Regions from separate parts of the Mus musculus genome. Here region 2 is linked to region 1. Evidence: chromatin contacts called from public HiChIP or PLAC-seq data. All regions are on one chromosome and are shown on one strand. The core of a region is the stretch at or near the end of the contact, and the rest is flanking DNA. Distances in the headings are between cores, read along the strand shown.

The links. HiChIP or PLAC-seq counts read pairs in DNA pulled down with a chosen protein or histone mark.
Region 2: a contact with region 1 is called in an HNF4G HiChIP or PLAC-seq map of pancreatic cancer cells. The contact joins the promoter of E2f1 here to the promoter of Dnmt3b in region 1. A contact is called at or near these places in 4 of 39 promoter capture datasets (hippocampal neurons, liver, pre-B cells and 1 more), 3 of 115 datasets of contacts at active chromatin or transcription factors (embryonic hindbrain, embryonic stem cells and pancreatic cancer cells) and 1 of 9 other capture datasets (macrophages).

The regions. Positions count from the first base shown.
Region 1 is chr2:153,646,857-153,652,729 of GRCm38.p6, forward strand. Dnmt3b (DNA methyltransferase 3B) reads left to right here and starts at 2,593. Exons shown (of 23, transcript NM_001271744.1): 1 at 2,593-2,884.
Region 2 is chr2:154,566,800-154,572,672 of GRCm38.p6, forward strand. E2f1 (E2F transcription factor 1) reads right to left here and starts at 3,093. Exons shown (of 7, transcript NM_007891.5): 1 at 2,690-3,093. The coding sequence starts at 2,935.

The DNA.
Region 1 (5,873 bases), core at 1,343-3,842:
TCCCGAGGATCCAGGTTAGACTCCAAGCACCCACAGCATTTGGAACTCCAGTTCCAGGGAATCCAACACCTCCATCTGACCTCCACAGAAACCAAGCGCACGTGCAGTACACAGACAGACAGACAGACAGGCAAAACACTTGTGCATATAAGATAGAAACAAATCTTAAAGCCAGGCAGTGGTGGTGCACGCCTTTACTCCCAGCCTTGGGAGGCAGAGGCAGGTGGATTTCTGAGTTCGAGGACAGCCTGGTCTACAAAGTGAGTTCCAGGACAGCCAGAGCTATACAGAGAAACCCTGTCCCGAAAAACCAAAATAAATAAAATAAAATAAATGCCTCCCTCTTCCAACCAGGTTTCGCTCCACTCTTCCCAAACTCAGGCTGATGCTCTTTGCTCTGTCTTTTTACGGGCAGTCTTGTGGCTCAAGTGAGTTGACCAATATGGCCAATGGCTTTTCAAACTGTAAAGTTTTGTGCTCTCTGGAGATTATTTTCTTTCTTTCAACAAGGTCTCATTGCATGACCCTGGCTGACCTGACTTGTAACGGAGACCAGACTGGCCAGAGATCATCCAGTCTGCCTCTGAAGTGCTGGAATTTAAAGGTATGCATCACCATACCTCCCTGGAGGTAGTTCTCTTTCTTTCTTTTTAAAAATAAGTTTATTATTTTGTATGTATGGGTATTTAGCTTCTTGTGGAAGTCAGAAGAGGGTGTCTGGGCTCTGGAATTGGAGTTACCTATAGTTGTGAGCTGCCATGTGGGTGCTGGAAATTGACCCCCGTTCCTCTGGAAGATATGCCAGTGCTCTTAACCACTGAGCCATCTGTCCAGTTCTGTCTGTAGTTTTCTTACTCCCATTTTCCTTAACTTTTCCTTCTGGGTGTGGAGAAGGGGGATTTTAGACAGTGTCTCACACAGCCACAGTCCAGTCTGGTGTGGAACTTGCTCTGTCACTGAGGTTGGCCTTAAATTCCTTAAACTCCCAAGTGCTGGGATTCTAGGTAGGATCCACCATGCTTTGATTCTCTTGACAGTTAGAGTCATTCCCAAGCGACAGACCAAGACCACCTGCTCATCCAGACTCTTTTAAGGCATCCTCTTTTGCACCAACTTCCGGACACACTTCAGAGCCCTGGCAGTCAAGACATTCCTGCGGTTCCTCTTCCCTAGGGGGCCAGGTCCAGGCCGGGCTGGGCTTTCTCTCCTTTTGTCTTTTGACCAGTCTACTCTTTTTTAAGTAGAAAAGGGCCCAGGAAGTGTTAAGACTTGAAGTTCCCCAAATAGTCGCCATTTGCCCATTTACTCACTAACCAGGAAGAAGGGCAGGAGGAAAGCTGTGTTTAACAGGAGTTAGAACCCCAGAGGCAAGAGACCTGTGGAGATTCATTCATTCATTCATTCAACCAACTTGTATTGAGTTAATTCCTTTTGATGCTAGCCTCCCTGTGGACCTGTGCTCCTAGAGAGATGTGGCTTCCAGTTTCCATCTAGATGGAAGATGGAAGCCACCTCTGCCCCGCTAGGAGATGCAGACAAGACTATACAAAACAATCTCAGATGGGTTTCAGTGTTATAGGATTTGAAGACTGTTCTGTTTGGTGATAAGAAAGCCTCTTCTTGTGACAGATCTGGGGAAACAAAGTCTGAAAGGAGGAAAGAGGCCAAAGCTTTCCTTAGAAGGACAATGCTTGGTGTGTAGGAGGAGCAGCAAAGCAGAAGAGGTTGGAGTGAAGTCAGGGAGCCAACAAAATAAAAGATCCGTGAAAGCTGAGCCTGCACGTGCTAGGCCTTGTATCGAGCCGAGCCTTTGCAATCATTCGATTTGTTTATCCCTTTAACATATATTTATTTAGTGTCTACTTTAGTGATCACCATCTAATGTATGGAGACAGACAAGCAGGAAAACAAATAAACATGAACGCCAGGTGCCTATCATAAGTATTTGTGTTTCTCCAGTGGTTCAGCGTGGGCCTTTTGGCCGAGGCAGCCCTAAGCTGCAGGGTAGGGCTCCTCCCCAGCTGGCACGAGGAACCCAGGTAGTTGGGGGAACATGTATGCTTTTTCTTCCTCCAAGGCCTCCTCTCCCCTCAAGATGGCTGACAAAGGCCAAGCTAGGTGAAAGCAGGAAGCAGAACGGGGGTCCCCAGCGGGTGACCCATAGGGCCACTACAGCGCCCTGGACAGCTTTGCAGCGGAGGGATGGTCGAAAAGCCAATGCAGGGTTGCTGTGTGACTCCAGCAGGAGCTCTTCCCTCTCTGGGCCGCTCATCCAGACCTGTGAATGTGCTTGTATGTGCGTGTGTGCATCTGATCTGGATTGGGGGACAGGAAAGGGGGTGTCTCAGGTGGAGAGGGCTGGGAGCTATCCGTGGGCTCTGGTCATCTAGGAGGGTGACCCGCAAGGCATAGGGGGCCCAGGGGAGGCTCCCGAGGAGGCAGGGCGAGGAAGCTCGGGAGGGATTTCAAATCTCCCTCGCCCGTCCCCTAGGCCCGGCCGGCCGGTGAGTGGCTGCGGCGGGGGCGCCCCCCGGGCGGGGGCGGGGCCAGGGCCGGGCCCGGGCTACAAGGGCAGCGGCGCCGCCCCCTCCCCACCCACTCCCGTGCGCGCCCGGCCCGTAGCGTCCTCGTCGCCGCCCCTCGTCTCGCAGCCGCAGCCCGCGTGGACGCTCTCGCCTGAGCGCCGCGGACTAGCCCGGGTGGCCCACTGGCGCGCGGGCGAGCGCACGGGCGCTCCAGTCCGGCAGCGCCGGGGTTAAGCGGCCCAAGTAAACGTAGCGCAGCGATCGGCGCCGGAGATTCGCGAACCCGACACTCCGCGCCGCCCGCCGGCCAGGACCCGCGGCGCGATCGCGGCGCCGCGCTACAGCCAGCCTCACGACAGGTGAGCGCCACGCGCCCCTCGTGGGCTGGGACCTGGTGGTTGGGGCTGTGTGGGTTCCGGGACGACAGGTCCCCTGGTGGCGCCTGGATGTTTGCCGGGGTTGGGGAGAACGGGGCGCGTGGCGCTTAGCGGGACGGGGACACGGGACTGGGCACGGGGACAGAGGAAGCGAAGTCCCCGCTGCACTCCGCCACTCTGAAGAGTTGAGGGAAGGAGACCTGCAGCAACTTTTCTGGAGTGTAGAGTTGAGAACACTTGGGAGCGGAGTGGGGCCCGAGCGGTGGCTGTCCCCGGGACCCAAAGTCCTTACCTAGCCCAGTTCTTACCCAGAGCCTCCTCGGGGAGGAAAGGCTGGGATGTAGAGGCAGAAGTTGTTTTGTCAATGTAGTAGTGGTTGTGGATCCGTTCTGACTTGGAACCTCGCACTCCCAGGTTGGGATGGCGCTCTGGGTACCGGCAAGTGGGGATGCTAGATGGGCGTTGTCCCCGGGGTCCTCCGGAGCGGAGCCTCTTGTGCTGCAGCGTTGCCGGCTGCTGGGAGGGGCTGGCTGAGCACACCTGGCCGGGGAGGAGCCAGCGGGGGGCGGTTCCTCACCTTGCCGGCTGCCCTAGGGGCTCACTTTCCATTCTTAGCCTTCTTCCGGGGTGAGGTGGCCCCACTACCTAGTCCATACACTGAGTCCTTAATTATAAAATGACCCTCTGCCTCCACTTCCTAGCGGTTAATCGTCCGTGCTTCAGGGATTGCTTAGGGATACCTGTGGAATCCGTCCAGGCTAGAGGTTGCAATCAAAGCGGAGACCTACTTACTGCGTTCCCAAGGTTGGACTGCACGGAGGGGAAGAGTTTCTTGCTCCAGTCTCACCTGTGGCAGCGGCAGTCCTGTGATCTCCATGCCTCTGCCTGTGATTCCCTGTGATTTCTGCTTTGCACTCGGAAGCATATGAATTAAAATGAATTAAGGCCTCAGTAGAGTGCTTCCGGACTTGTGGATGTTGTGGGCTTTGGGCTGGTGACACTCACCGACCTTCCTCTGTCCACCAGGCCCGCTGAGGCTTGTGCCAGACCTTGGAAACCTCAGGTATATACCTTTCCAGACGCGGGATCTCCCCTCCCCCATCCATAGTGCCTTGGGACCAAATCCAGGGCCTTCTTTCAGGTAAGCTACCCACCACCACTGCATTACACCTCCCAGCTTCAAGGTAAACTTCCGTAAGGTTGGTAATACACCAAGCACCATCTTTATTGTGTGGTTGGCCTCATTACCTCCCGGCACATGGTTGGAAGCAGACTGCCCATCTCGGGCAAGCACTGTCTTGGATTTGTGCTTAAGTCCTACTATTGCAAAAGCAATTACAGTTCTATCCATGTGCTTTAGTTGCTATAGAAGGCCATGTGCAATAGAAACAGTTCACTAAGATTAGGGAGGAAGCCAGCTTGTGGGGTCTTCAACCCCCCCATCTTCAAGGTGGGATAAGCACTCAATGGCACAGCACCTGGAGTAGGCCTCAGTATGCGAATGTTGAGGTACGCTGGGCCGAGCGGAATGGAAAGTCACCCCTGCCAGCCCCTCCTTTTCCTGCCTCCCCGAGGTACTGTGTTTCATTCTCAGCTATGGAGGCATTTCTGAACCATCATTGTCTGTGGCTGGGGAGTTGGCAGGAAGGGCTGTCTTTGTTTCCTTTTTAAAAAAAATTTATATTTTATTCTGTACGTGTGTGCACGAACAGGCCATCACTGTGAAGGTCAGAGGAAAACGTGTGGCAGGCAACATACTCTACCATGTGGGTCTGGAGATCAAACTAAGGACACCAGCCTTGGCTGCAAGTGTCTTTACCTGCAGGGCCATCTCCACTCCATCACCGACCCCTTTGTTCCCTGTTGGAAAAGGGCTGTGTTGTTTATGGTTTTGGGCCACTTTTTTTTTCCTCCTTCCCCCTCTATGTTTGAGGATTGCTAAAGGTGTAATTGACAAGCTAAGCAAAATCCTTCACCTTTCCTGTTGGGGTGGGGAGAGCTGAGACAAAGGGGCTGGTGAGGCTGCTGGGGCCAGCCACATCCTTCTTAAAGCCATAGGCCCAACTCTTACCCCTACAAAGGTTGGGGGAGGGGAGAAGAGGATCTTGGAGCTGCAGGGGGCTGAGGGAGGAGGAAGGGAGGTGGGGCTGGCGAGGCTGCTTCCCTGCTTGCCCTTCCTCCAGCCATGTGGTGCCTCTGACCCAGAGACTCCTGTCACCCTTCATTATCACAGCCCAAGGCACCCGATTACAGTGGACATTTGGACAAGTACGCCATCCAGGGAAGTGTCCTTTGGCATTCCTTTGTCCCAAACCAACTTCCATGTCGGCGCCACCTCTAGTTCTGGATACCATTTCCAAGATAGCGCTTGCTAAATCTGGTTTCCTGTTTTTTTTTTTTTTTCCTCCTCTTTCTTTTTTCCATAAGAAATAGGGCCTTCTGTGTTGCATAAAGGTGTTCTTTACCCCCAGGTAGTGGCATGCATCACCAGGCCTGGCCTCAGCTGTATTCTGTTGGGTGGTCTGGCCTGTTCTGGCCTGGCCTGTTTCTACCTCAACCTACTAATCTCCCTCCATTTCCTTCCTCAGGCCATGTCTAAATGTTGCTCATGTCTTTTGCGAAGTGTGACTGTGTGCGCACGCGCGTGTCTCAGGGACCCCTTTATAGGTTGTAGGACGGAGGCTCTGGGAGATCTAGGCACTTCCATTGTTGTGACTAGCTTTGAATAGGGGACATTTACACTTTAACATTTTCCGCCATCTCAGGATGGATTGCTCTGCAGAAGGACAGATGCCCAGGGCAGATATTCAGGTATGTCTGTCTCTGGCTGACACAGGTACATTGGCTGCTGTGTTGAGTTAGTTTCCTGAGGCTCTCTCCTAGCTGAGATCCCACCAGTGGCAAGAAGGGTCACATGGGATCCAGGATAATTTTAGATTAGTGAACTGATTGCTCACTCAGAGTTGAGTAA
Region 2 (5,873 bases), core at 1,843-4,342, 920 kb after region 1:
TGTGGGGGAGCCAGCGCAGACGGTTACCTCCTCTGGGCAATGTGAATGACGTACTGTTTGAACTCCTGATCCTTGGACCTCACTTAAGTACTGGGCTTTTAAAGGAGCCACCACACATGGCTCACAGCAAATTTTAGAACTATTAAAAACAAGACTGGGGCCTGGCACTTATTCAGCGTGCATTCAATTCTGGGTTCAATCCCCAACAGCATTAAGCACTCACAGCGACCAGCCAGGGATTCGTGTAATAAAACAACAGTGTCACACCTAAAACAAGGGCCCTGCAGAAGAGCTGGCTTTCTACTCTAAGCCTGGCTCTTACAGACTTAATGTATGGTACCACATACTTTCTACAGTAAACAAGAACTATAATGGGGAACCTCAGTTTCTTGCTGTTACTGTTTTGAAAGAGGGTCTTTGTAATTCGGGCTGGCTTTGAACTCAAGAAGTCAATTAACCAAAATAGGCTGTTGATATTTTATTTATTTTTGTTTGTTTGTTTTGTTTTGTTTTTCAAGACAGGGTTTCTCTGTAGCCCTGGCTGTCCTGGAACTCACTTTGTAGACCAGGCTGGTCTCGAACTCAGAAATCTGCCTCTGCCTCCCAAGTGCTGGGATTAAAGGCGTGTGCCACCACGCCCGGCTTAATTTATTTTTAACTAGTTTACTTTTTAAAATTATTTTCTTTTTAAAATGAAATTTGTGTCTGTATGAATGTATGTGAACATGGGTACCCAAAGACAGGAGAAGACTATCAAATCCCTGGAGACTGAAGTTAGCCATGTGACCTCAGTGTTGGGGCTGTGATCCAAACTCAAGTTGTCATAACAGAGAAGCAATTGCTTTCAATGGCTGAACCATCTATCCAGCCCAACTTACTTTAAGGTTAGGTTTCACTATGTAGCCCTGGCTGGCCTTGAACCTGTGTCAGTTCTCCTGTCTGTGCTATTCCCCTCCCCCCCCCCCCCCAGGATCTACACATACATGACAAGGTAGAGAGGTAGGTCAAGGAGGAATGTCTGAACTGCAAAGAGGTGTACAGAGGTGCACAGGAAGGACCCAGCAAGTATTCACTGGGTGCAAGCCAAGCCTGTAGCTTATTTCAAGGACTGCCCCCCCAAAATTCCAGAGCAAAGTTGGTAGAGGCCAAAATCCAGATTTGCATTCCTGGCCTTTGGCTCCGGGATGGTGTCAACCTCTCCCACAGAAAATGTTTGCTGGTCCTTAAGTACTATGGGGGCAGGGGTTCCCTAACTACCTCTGCACCTAGGGCACAAAGGGACTCACTAACTCAACTAGAGCGAATGGAATGTTTGGTTACATGTAGAATACCTGCCCAGGGCCCAAGCTCCTCCCTACAGGTACAGGCCCCTGGAGTTAATGCAAGGCAAGCCGGCTGACCCACCAAATACTGGCCGTCCTCGCTGGGAGGAAAGGCCTTTAACAGCCAGGAAATCCCGCTCAGTCACTGAATGCTTAAGAAGTTCTATCAGTTGTGGGCCTCAGCCTCATCTATGAAAGGATGACAAAGTGTACGGCTGCCCACAAGGTTAAGTGAGTAAAGTGCTTAGCACAGAGCCTGGCACACAAAACATCCTCAAAACAATGGTGGTTGCTATTGTTATTATTATTAGCATCTTGGTGATTCCGGAAGGAAGGCAGCACTGGGCGCTGTGCCAAGGGGAGTAAGGGGCCTACTCTAAGATGCCTCAGGGACCAGCTGCCACCCACACCCCCATCAGGAGTTGAACAGCTTCTTCTCTGATACTGGGCCTTGCCCTCGCCCCTCCTGTCCACTCCACCCCTACAATGAAGATAGTGGCCCACTCACGGAGCTGGCCCCTGCTTAGATCCAAGTTCCACTCTCCTCGTACCCAGCTGCCTTTTCTAGGCCCCCTGCCTAAAGTGGTCTTGAGCTACTTGCTTAGAATCAGGAAGAGACTTTTATCCAGGGATCTCCCTCCCACGTCTTCTCTCTCCAGGAACTGGAGGCCCCTTCTCAGGGGCCCAGCCCACCCAGTCTTCCAGAGGCTCAGAGGTCTGTCCGCCTGATTAATAAAGTTCCATGGCAACCAGGAGCTGGAAGGGTGGCAGATGGAAGAACAGGCAAAGGAAGGGTTGCAGCAGCTGGCCCAGCACCCCGCCCCTGCAGAGAAGGCCTCCCAATCAAGAGGCCTATCCCCAGAGGCCTGGAAGGCCAGGCCTGCACCTGGCAGAGCTACTAAGGAGGATCTCCCGAAGATGTCTCTAACAGTCACCCTCTCTCACCTCCAACAAGCAACTGTGCGCACTCCCTAGCCATAGGTTCTGCAGCAAGCCAGCAGACATCAGTTCAAATATCAGCCCCACCATCTGCAGCTGCGTGAAGCACTTCCCCATCTCTGGGCCTCAGTTCCTCCCTCTGGCAGATGGGCACGTGACAACACCCAGCTCACACCAGAATTGGGAATTTGGTGCCAAAGCCTGAGCGTGCACTAAGCAAGCACCAGCTGGATACACGTGAGACACAATCATTAATGGTTCCGACGCTCCGGTGAAGACGCCGAGGCCCGGAGCGAGGCTCAGCAAACAGACAGGCAAGGCAGTCAGTCAATGCGCGCCCCGGGGCGGAGCCCCGAGGCCCAGCCCAGGCTCCGCGCCGCCCAGCGCAGCAGCCCGTCCCCTCCCCCGCCCGCGCCTAGGGTCCGTACCGGCGGGCGGCCGAGAGCCGGGCGCGGTGCACTAGGCGCGGGTCGGGGCGCCTGCGGCGTGGCGAAGAGCAGCACGTCAGAATCGCGAGGGCCAGTGGGCGGCGCGGCGGGGAGCTGCGGGGCGCCGACATCGGGCGCGGTGGAGATGATGACGATCTGCGAGGAGTCGAGCAGCCGCAACGCGCCCGCCCCGAGCAGGGCCTCCAGCGCTGGCGCGTGCTGGCCGCCCGCGGGGGCTACGGCCATGGCGCTCACGGCCCGCGTGGCCCGGGAGGCAGGCGGCGGCGGCGGCGCGGGCCCATGACTGGCAGGCCGCGGCGAGGGCTCGATCCCGCTCCGCCCCGGCCGCCGCTGCCTGCAAAGTCCGGGCCACTTTTACGCGCCAAATCCTTTTTGCCGCGAAAGAGCCACGCGCCGCCGAACGCCTCCTCCATTGGCCGGGGCGGCTGTGACGACGGAGGCTCCGATGGCGAGCATTGGTTGCGGCGTGCGGGGCAGGAGACGGAGGGTGGGACCAGGGGCGGGGTGGCCAATCCCGGGGCGGGGCGCGCGCAGGCTTTGTCCGGGCGGTGCCGGGCGCCTTCTCCCCTCTGCCTCTCGCCGTGCCCTGCAGGAGGCGTGGGCAATGGGCCCCGCCCCTTCACCGCCCACTCGATGGGTGGCGGGTCTGGCGAAGCGAACAAACTTCGTACTCGGTTCTGCACGTCCCGCAGTCTCCACATGACCCCCTAAACTCTCAACCTGTGGTCTCCACCCCCTCAGTTTACAGCCCAGAGACTGCCTCTTCAGGCTCACCTCCAAAGCTCGCTTCAGCCACATCTCCGGTCTTAAGATCCATTTATTCCATTAGTTCACATCATGCTTTCTTCCCTATCCTGTCACCCAGAAGCCAAGCCCAAGAGGGGAGCCAGGAAATGAGTAAGGGATGTGTGGCTTTGATCTCAGTGTCTTTTTACTGAAATTTCTTTCGTAGCCAGAGCCCAGTTAGCGTTCATTCATTTGGTCACTCCACAATGGCGCCTGCCTTTAATCCCAGCACTTGGGAGGCAGAGGCAGGCGGATCTTCCCAGTTCAGGTCATCCAGAACTACACAGTGAGACCCTGATCTCAAAAAAAAAAAAACGCCTGAGAGCGTTCACTGTCCCATCCTCAGTCCAGACCTTGACTCATGACTTAGTGAAAAGGAAAAAAAGGAAACACAGAAGCAGCAGATGTTTGCAATGTGAAGAGATTGGTCCATTAAAGTATCTCCTCTCATAGGGAGGTGCAGGGGCGAGGAGGGTGCGTATGGTGGTGCCTTTAATCCAGAGGTCCTCCATCAGCATTTCTGATTGCTGGGGTCAGCCCGTCTGATCAGCATTGTGGTCCTCTCTACTAGGCATCTTGCCAATACTGGGAATAGAAACATGAAAGGTTTAACAAGACCCACAAACTTCCTGTCCTTGGGGGTGGGGGAGATGACCACAAGAAGAGAGTAAGTAGCTGACAATATTCAAGTCCCCAGGTCCAGTGTAAGCTACAGGGAGCTCTCAAGCCGGGTTACTTTCTCCATGCTTCATGCTACTTAATCTTGGCCCCAACTCTGACCACATTACTCTGAGCTGGCTTAGCAGGGGCTGCTTCTCAGGCCCTTTCTGGGTATGAGAGAATTGGAGGCTGAGGGCAGAGGTGAGCAAGGACGCAATAAGGGGGCTGTGATGTTCCAGGGCCCAGAAACACCAAGGCACGGGTTAACTTTGAACCACCCCGGTTTGGCCAATTTAGAATCAATCCCCAGCCAGGCCGCCCTCTCCCCTTCTTGTTTTTTTTTTGGTTTGTTTTGATTGGGAGGGGTGGGTTTTTAGTTTGTGTTTAGAGACAGGGTCTCATCTGGCTCTGGTTGCCCTGGAACATCATTAAATCTGCCTGCTCCAGCCTCCAGTGCTGGAGTTGAATGGGTGGGGCCACAATGTCTGGTTTGCTCCGCCCCCCCCCCTTTTTCTTTAAAGCGATAGTATCTTGCTATGTAGTAGCTCAAACTGAATCAATGTTACCTTCCTGCATCCGCCTCCTGAGTGCTAGGGTTACATGTTTGGGCCACTACTTGACCTCCAGTTTAGAATCTTTTTGTCAAGACTGGAAGAGCTTAAGTCCCAGGATGGCCTGGACTATGTATAATACAGCAAGAATAAAAAAATAAATAAACATTTAAACAAAGGAACACAAGGAACACTTATGCCCATCCCAGATAATGTGTTGATCTTTGAAAACAAATTGGTATACCTTTTCAATAAAAATGTGGAGTAGAGCCAAATATTACAATTGCTACAGCTGGGTATGGGGTAACACCTGTAACCCCAGCAGGTAGATACAGGAAGACAGGAGAGTGCTCGGTCATCCTTGGCTATATAGGCAGCCAAGATCCTATAACATGAGATCCTGTTATAAAACAAGCAAGTTGCAGCTCCCAAGGATGCTTTTCAGTTCAGTTTTGTGTAAAAATAAATAAATCAATAAAAAAAGGCACCTAGATCTCGCCTCGGCCGTCTCCAGTTCTCATGAGGATGAAAGCAGAGGGACTAGAAGGTATTCTGCAGACTCTGGTGGTTTGGGAAGCAGCAGGAGTGTTTTTTCTTCCCCTACTCACGAACAGTTTGTGAAATTACTCATTGCAAATCCTGGAATGTGTCAGAACAGGGAAGGACCACAGAGAGCACGTGAGCCTCTCGCTGTACAGATGGGAAAATGAGGCCCATTCAAGGCTGGTGCCTGCAAATTCAGTGACAGGATGTGGCCCACACTAGATCCCCCGACCTCGGTCTGCCTGTGCCCATGAGTGTACTGCCCACTCTTTACAGCACAGTAGAGAAGCTGAAAGCTAACCTTCAGCATAACCAGGCCTGACACTGGCACTGACTGAGGATAGAGAGGTTGGCACATTCTCATACCAGATGTAGAGTTTTCTGTCTCCTGACTTTCCTAAGGGACCCATTAACAACGACGTTCACTTTTGTAAAGCCTTCTGCTACTCAATAGTCATTCAACAAACACTTACTGAGCATCTGTTATCTATCAAGGATCAAGATGGTTGCTGGAAGGGGGAACATAATGCTTTCCCGTTTTATGATGACTAAACTGAGTTTTCCTCGTAGGTTAAGAATTGGAGAGGCCAAGGCCAGGGGCTTTGCAAAGCCTTACCCTTCCA